Linked DNA regions of Sus scrofa: region 2 is linked to region 1. The links are chromatin contacts, called in public Hi-C maps. All regions are on one chromosome and are shown on one strand. The core of a region is the stretch at or near the end of the contact, and the rest is flanking DNA. Distances in the headings are between cores, read along the strand shown.

Region 1 (3,440 bases), core at 290-2,789:
TTGATCCCTGGCATCGCTCAGTGGCTTAAGGATCTGGCGTTGCTGTGAACTGTGGTGTAGGTCACAAACAAGGCTCAGATCTGGCATTGCTGTGGCTGTGGTGTAGGCCAGCGGCAACAGCTCCAATTCGACCCCTAACTTGAGAACCTCCAAATGTCATGGGTTCGGCCCTAAAAAGCAAAAAAAAAAAAAAAAAAAGGCTGATACTGGAGCAAGGAGATGATTGATATTTGTTGATGATCCAATATGTGCTTTATATACCTTATTTATTTCTCACAATTTTTTTTTTTTTGGCCACACCCATGGCATGGGGGAAGTTCCTGGGCTAGGAATGGAACCTGCACCACAGCGGTAACCAGAACTGCGGCAATGGCAATGCCAGATCCTTAACCCACTGAACCACCATGGAACTCCTCCTCACAATCATCTTATAAACGTAAGAAAACTAGTTTAGAGGCAAAATTGCCCAAGGTCATTAAGTTAAGTGGCGGTTGCTAGAATTTGATAGTAGTAATGACAGCATTGTTTGAGGGTTTACTAGTGTCACAGTTCCAAATACTTTACATGAATTAATACACTTCATCCTCACTGCAACCCTATGAGTGACCTACCAATGGGGAAACTGAGGCCCAGAAGTAGATGTGGGTCACAGCTAATAAGTGGTAGGACAAAGGAAACAGTCCAATTCCATAGTCAGTGTTCTTAATCATATTATAGTGGATTTAAATTCAGATCTTTCTAATTGCAGAACTTACACTTTCAGAGTTCCCTGGTGGCTCAGTGGGTTAAGGACCAGGCATTGTCACTGCTGTGGCAAGGGCCCAAGAACTCCTGCCTGCCACCGGCATGGGCCAAGACAACAAAATAAAAGCAAAAACAAAAAAACAAAAAAATTCATACACTTCCTACTACCCCACATTATGACCTGATAAAAGTAACTCATTCATAAGTAGATCCAATTCTATTCAGGGACTTCTTACGTCTAATGCAGAGCTAAGGCTCTGGGGAACTCCACAGCTGTTAAACCCCTGCATGCCCAGCTCATCCTAGAATCACCCGTCTGGGGAGAGGAGCCCAGAATCTTCCTTCAGATGCCCTCAGACGCCAAGAGGCAACCCCTGGGAGAGAATGGTGGGTGTTGAGGTGAGAGCCAGACCCCCTCCCTCTTGTTGGGTTTCGGGGTCCTCGCATTAGGCCCATTCAATTCCAGCTGTGTCCCGGGCATATTAAAATCTAGTTTTCGAAGACAACTGCTGGTGCAACGATACCAAACGTTCCCCTCCGCTCCTTAACCCCAGCCGGTGGAAACCTTCTCCCCTCCTCCTGCCTCGCACTTCTCCAAGGGCCTTGGACCGGCCACAGAACGATCCTTGACTGAAGTGCACATCCGAGGCGCGGCCGCTCCCTGGAGGAAGCCCAGCCACCCAAACTGCCCCTGAGCGTCGGGTACCTGAGGAGACGCAGCGGTTCGGTTCCCCTGGTAACCCCGCCGCTCGCCGCGTCCCGCTTCCGGGGCGGTGGGCGGCGCGCTCCAATGACGTCACGGGGCCACTTTCCGGCCGGTGGCAGAGTTGGGCTGGAGTTGTGGGGGCCGGGGGCGCCATGGGGGCCACTGGCGACGCCGAGCAGCCGCGGGGACCCGGCGGGGCAGAGCGGGGCGGCCCCGAGCTGGGAGACGCGGGCGCAGCGGGGCAGCTGGTTCTCACGGTGAGGGCGCCATCGGGGAGGCCCCGGCGGGGCCTGGGCTCGGGCCGGGCAGGGCCTCGGGCTCCCGGGACCCTTGCCCGCGGGCGAGAGAACGCGGCGGCTGGGGCTGCTGAGGGAGTTGGCCCTGTCGCTGTCCGACGACCGGGCTTCATTCAAATTCTGGTGCTGCCCTCCTAGCTAGGTGACGTGGGCCGGCCCTGTCAAGCCCCTGAGCTGCAGTTTCCTCTTCTCGAAAGGAAAGGTGCCTTGTAAAGTTGTGGGGAGGGACATAAATGAGGATAAAGCGCCTCGCATATCATCAGGCACAGAGTGGGCTCTCGGTAAACACTAGTTCCCTTACTCCAGACGTTCCTGGAAAAGTGCGGTTGGGACTTTTCCTCGGTTCCTCTTCCCTAGCCGGGCTTTCCAACCACTGCCCTTCCCCCTCCCCCAAGGTGGGAGCCGCGATGAAAGCGCCTGAGAAGCGGGGATGTCTAGGTTTAACTTAACACCCACCCTCCACCTCCACCCCAGTGTCACCGACCTCGGTGACCTCTGCTCCCTTGGTCCCCCACAGAACCCTTGGAACATAATGATAAAGCACCGGCAGGTGCAGCGAAGGGGCCGCCGCTCACAGATGACAACAAGGTAAGGCTGACCCTGGGTGGGACTTCCCTTCCAGGCTGTGGCTTGGAAGGCCGCTTTTGGTTCCCCACTGGACCAAGCTGAGAAGAGATCATTGACCAGTAGAAAGAGGAGATTCAGGTTCTGTAACTATATGTGTGACCTTAAACAAGTCACTTCCTCCTCTGAACTTGTGCACAGGAGGGAGGCAGGTTGATTAAGCAATGCCCAGGATCCCTCACATTCACTGGTTCTGTGTTTGAAGGCTCCAGGAGGCAGAATAGCATGGAAGTTAGGAAAAATGTGGGGCTAATAGTTTCCATCTCAGAGTAGGGGAGAGAGCACAGGATGAGTCTTTGGGATGCTGGCTATATATATATATATATATATTTCTTCACCTGTTCACTAAAACAAAGCGTATAGACTTTTTCTGTATTTTTTTTTTAAGGGCCGCACCTGTAGCATATGGAAGTTCCCATGCTACGCCACAGCCACAGCAACACCAGATCCAAGCCACGTCTGCAACCTACACCACAGCTCGTGGCAACGCCAGATCCTTAACCCCACTGAGCGAGGCCAGGGATCTAACCCGCATCCTCATGGACACCAGTTGAGTTCATTACCGCTGAGCCACAATAGGAACTTCTCTGTGTTCGTATTATACTCTATAGAACACTTTTAAATGCCTACTTCATAGTGTTTTGAGAATGAAATAAAGTTCTGCATCTCTGTGGTTTGCCCAGAACCTGGGCACATAGCTAGTTTTCAGTAAAATTATCTCTTACTGTTGTTAAAGGATCTTGTGCAACTAATTGGCTGGGTAGACTAGCAAAGGATGTGTTTGGGACATGCCTCCTGACTGTGTCTCCCTCCTGAATGCAGCTTCACAGATCCTGCCATCTCCATGGATCTCCTCCGAGCTGTTCTGCAGCCTAGTATCAATGAGGAGATCCAGACTGTCTTCAACAAGTACATGAAGGTGAGAAGGACACAAAGTAATAGGAGTGAAGACTCAAGGGCCGTTCCTTTCCTGCAGGCCAATCTCCCTGGCTCTTTCTGGTACATGCAGATATCTAAAATGTTCCAATTCTGAACCCCCAAGAACATGTTTCCTCTTTGGGGGTAATTTG
Region 2 (3,440 bases), core at 513-3,012, 140 kb after region 1:
AGGTGGCAGGCAAAGGGCTTCTCGTTGGTGTGGGTCAGCATGTGCCGCCGCAGGTCCTTCTTGTTCTTGGAGGCAAAGCTGCACTGGCTGCACTGGTGGGGCCTCAGGCTCGAGTGCTGTGCCATGTGGGCCTGCAAAGGGGCAGAGTCAGGGCCGTGGTGGCTCAGACCGTCCCCACATAGAACCGCTGGGACCCCTGACCTCAGCCATAAGGTCTGGAGCTGCTGGGCGTTGAGAGGGAAAAGCCATGGGCTGTCATAAGGCCCCCAGGGAAATCCCTGTCCTTGCTCAGCCAAGGGGGCCTCTGAAGGGAGGCCCCACCCCCCCACCCCACAGCTGCCCTGCCCATTTGGCACGTGGTTGGATCTGAGGACAGTAATCCCCAGTGAATGGATGGCGCCCCAGGAACCTGGCCTTCTCCACGCTGCCCCTTGCGCCTCCCTGAGCCGCTGTGCCGTCAGTGTCCTGGCTGCCTCATGTCCCTAGCTGCCTCGAGCCACCACCCCTCTGTGCTCTGCTCCTGCAGGCCCAGCTCAGCCGTCACCTCTGTGCCGTCCCCCTTTGCACCCCAGGCCCAAATGACTCTTTCCCCATCTGTGCTCTGCCGGGCGGTCTCAGTTCACCCTGGGGACACTGTCAGGTGTATCCAGGTCACCTGGTTTGTTTCCTCGCTGGGCTGGGCCCCCTGAGGGCTGGACCTTGCTGAGTTAATCTCTGACTCCAGTGGGGAGCTGGAAGGCCTGGCTCTGGGGGTGGGGGTGCACAGCAAAAGGTCTGGAAGCAGGACGTCAAACTAATACTTGAGATGTCGGGGAGCACCTACCCGGACCTCGGGCCACTGGCGAGCACTGAAGGGGCAGTCGGGGCACTTGAAGGCACTGGGCCCCGCGTGGGCCCGCTTGTGACTCTCCATCTCAGCGCGGCCAGGGAAGGCCTCGGCACAGATCTTGCAGGAAAACTTCTTTGACGACGCCGTGGCTGAAGATGGTGGCGAGGAGGGCGCCACGAGGCCCAGGGCTTTGCTGGCTGCAGGAGGTGGGGAGGCGGAGCCCTGCGGGTCCCCTACCCCGTGGGTTCTGGCTGGAGATGGGGGCTCAGGACCGCTGTCTCTGGGCAGCCCCCCACACTGCAGCAGGGGCCACTTGGCTCCAGAGGCCAGGGCGTCTGGGCTTGGGAAGGAGATGGAACCATCTGCAGTCAGCTGTGGAGAGATCAGGGTGCATGAGGCGCCCAGGAGGTGGGGGGGAGGGGGGAGAGTGCGGTGGGAGGGGGCCTGAGCCTCACCTCGATGTGGTGCAGCTGGGTCCCATCGGCTGCCATGATGAAGTGGGTGCCAGCGTCTTTCAGGGTGTCATTCACCACCACGGCCTGGGCTGCCTCCCCTGGGGGCTCCTCGCTGTGGACAGAGGAGGGGAGGGGTAGGGCAGCTTCCCCGAGAGGCTGGAGGGCCACAGGAGTGCCCTTTCCCAAGGACGTCATCCACGGAGGAGTGACTGTGCCAGAATGGTCCCCGATGTGAATCCTGGCTATGCCCTCTACCAGCCACACCTCCACTGCCTCTGCCATAAATGCTGACCACCTGTCCAGCTCCAAAGCCGTCACCCCCTGCTCCTCGATGGGCCTGGCAGGGGTGGGGTGCGGCAACAAGGCGAAGGGCTCCAGGACTCCAGCCCAAATCTGGCCAAGCGGGACAGGAGGAGAGGCAGGGCTGCCAGGACCCACGGTCCAGGGTCCAGGGGTAGAGGGCCGCCAGGGCTGGCCCAGGGACCTGGCTCCCACCCAGCTGGACAGTTCGCTCCTTGGATTCAGGGCTTCCTCAGGCTGCCCAGGGGTCAATGAACATGGAAAACAAACATTTTTGCCCCAAACTCGCTCAGTGTGGAGGAAGCCAAGTACAGCTGCAGGGCCTCCAATGTCACTAAGGAACTGGAGCTCGTTCCACAGGTCAGAACTGACCACCACCTCAGGTATCATCCAGAACAAAGAGCATGTGGGCTCTGGAACCACAGGAACGGGGTCAGATCTACCTCATGTCTGACCTTCGGCAAGTTACTTAACCTGCCTCCTCATTTGTAAAGCAAGGCAAACAGGAATGGTTCAGGTTGAATTCATGAACGACAAGTGGCTGGGACATCTTTAATGGCCAAGATACAGTAGCTCCTGATCTCCTGGGAGGGATGTGACTCCCTGACAGCCCACGTATTAGTTTGACCTCCTGCCCCCAGGCTTGGGTGGGTGGGGTCCTCATCTGACACCGCCCCCACCCACAGCATACCTATAAATGGCTGAAGGGGGTCTTGCAGGTAGTAGGCCTCACCTGTAAGGTGTTCCAGGAGCTGATGAACCCTCCTCCATGGTGGGTGCTGTGATGACACTGTAGCCAGCCCCGCCAAATGGCCCGGGTGCCAGGGTGATCTGCCGCAGGTCAGGGGGGCCCAGCTGGCTCTCAGCGGCTGCGCTACCCCCCGGCTCTGCCATGTGGAGAGTTACCACTTGGGGAGTGGCACCTGCTGGGGAGGGCTGCCCGACAGGGGCTGCCAACTCTGCTTCCACGTCCTCTGACTTCACCACGGCCACCTGCAACGGCACCAGTAGGCATTCTAAGCATGGTTTGTGGCCAAGGAACTTGCGTTCAAGGCCCTTTTCTATCTCAGGGCCTCAAAGCTCACCCAGACTCTGGCTGGACTCTGTGCCACTGCCACTCATTTGCACAACCGCCACTGGGCATTCCCGGCAACTGGAAAGAGATTTAAAAAGAACAGCCTAGTGCTCCCAGGGGCACCGGGTAGTTGCTGGAGACATTTTTGATCATCACAATTGGGGGTGGGAGGCATATGCCTCTGGCACCCAGGGGGTAGAAGCCAGAGATGCTGCCAAACGTCCCACGATGAGCAGGACAGCCCCCCACAATGAGGAACTATCCAGCCCAAAGCCAAGGTTAAGAATTCCTGAGATAGAGAAATAAGTGGCAAATAATTTAAGGAAAAAAAAAAAAAAAAAAGCCAGAGGCTCTATCTCACATCTTACCCCCAAGTCTGCTTCAAACGAATTAAAGGCTAAAATGTAATAAAAAAAAAAAACCTGGAGATATATTAAAAGAAACTGTAGATATTTTTATAACCCTTGGGTTAGGAAGATTTTCTTAAAACAAAGGAAGGTGCTAAAACCTACAGCAACACGAACCATAAAAGGAGATCAGAAAACAAACTGGCAGGGAATGGTATTTACAATTCGTATCACAGGAGTTCCCGTCCTGGCTCAGTGGTTAACAAATCCGACTAGGAACCTGAGGTTTTGGGTTCAATCCCTGGCCTTGCTCAGTGGGTTGAGGATCCAGCGTTGCCGTGAGCTGTGGTGTAGGTCGCAGATGTGGCTCAGATCCCACGTTGCTGTGGCTGTAGGCTGGGAGCAACAGGTCTGATTAGACCCCTAGCCTGGGA

What was found. A called contact is a pair of places that touch in the nucleus more often than the background predicts.
Region 2: a Hi-C map of liver shows a contact between it and region 1, with 1.7 times the contacts expected there. The contact joins the enhancer-like site here to the promoter of DNTTIP1 in region 1. A contact is called at or near these places in 8 of 47 Hi-C or Micro-C datasets (alveolar macrophages, blood, embryonic fibroblasts and 4 more) and 2 of 2 datasets of contacts at active chromatin or transcription factors (alveolar macrophages and skeletal muscle).

Annotation. Positions count from the first base shown.
Region 1 is chr17:47,993,119-47,996,558 of Sscrofa11.1, forward strand. DNTTIP1 (deoxynucleotidyltransferase terminal-interacting protein 1) reads left to right here and starts at 1,540. Exons shown (of 13, transcript XM_001928813.6): 1 at 1,540-1,707; 2 at 2,264-2,334; 3 at 3,193-3,289. The coding sequence starts at 1,603. WFDC3 (WAP four-disulfide core domain protein 3) reads right to left here and starts at 1,626. Exons shown (of 3, transcript XM_013985426.2): 1 at 1,451-1,626. The coding sequence starts at 1,604.
Region 2 is chr17:48,134,284-48,137,723 of Sscrofa11.1, forward strand. ZNF335 (zinc finger protein 335) reads right to left here. Exons shown (of 27, transcript XM_021077367.1): 18 at 2,318-2,577; 19 at 1,285-1,396; 20 at 824-1,201; 21 at 1-131. Among named protein-coding and RNA genes, the nearest start is that of PCIF1, 16 kb to the left of the region's middle. Within about 2 kb of position 1,763, at least 8 of the 83 cell types and tissues checked have an H3K27ac peak or open chromatin away from gene starts, as enhancers often do. A contact at or near this core is called in liver and omental adipose tissue, where this site is marked.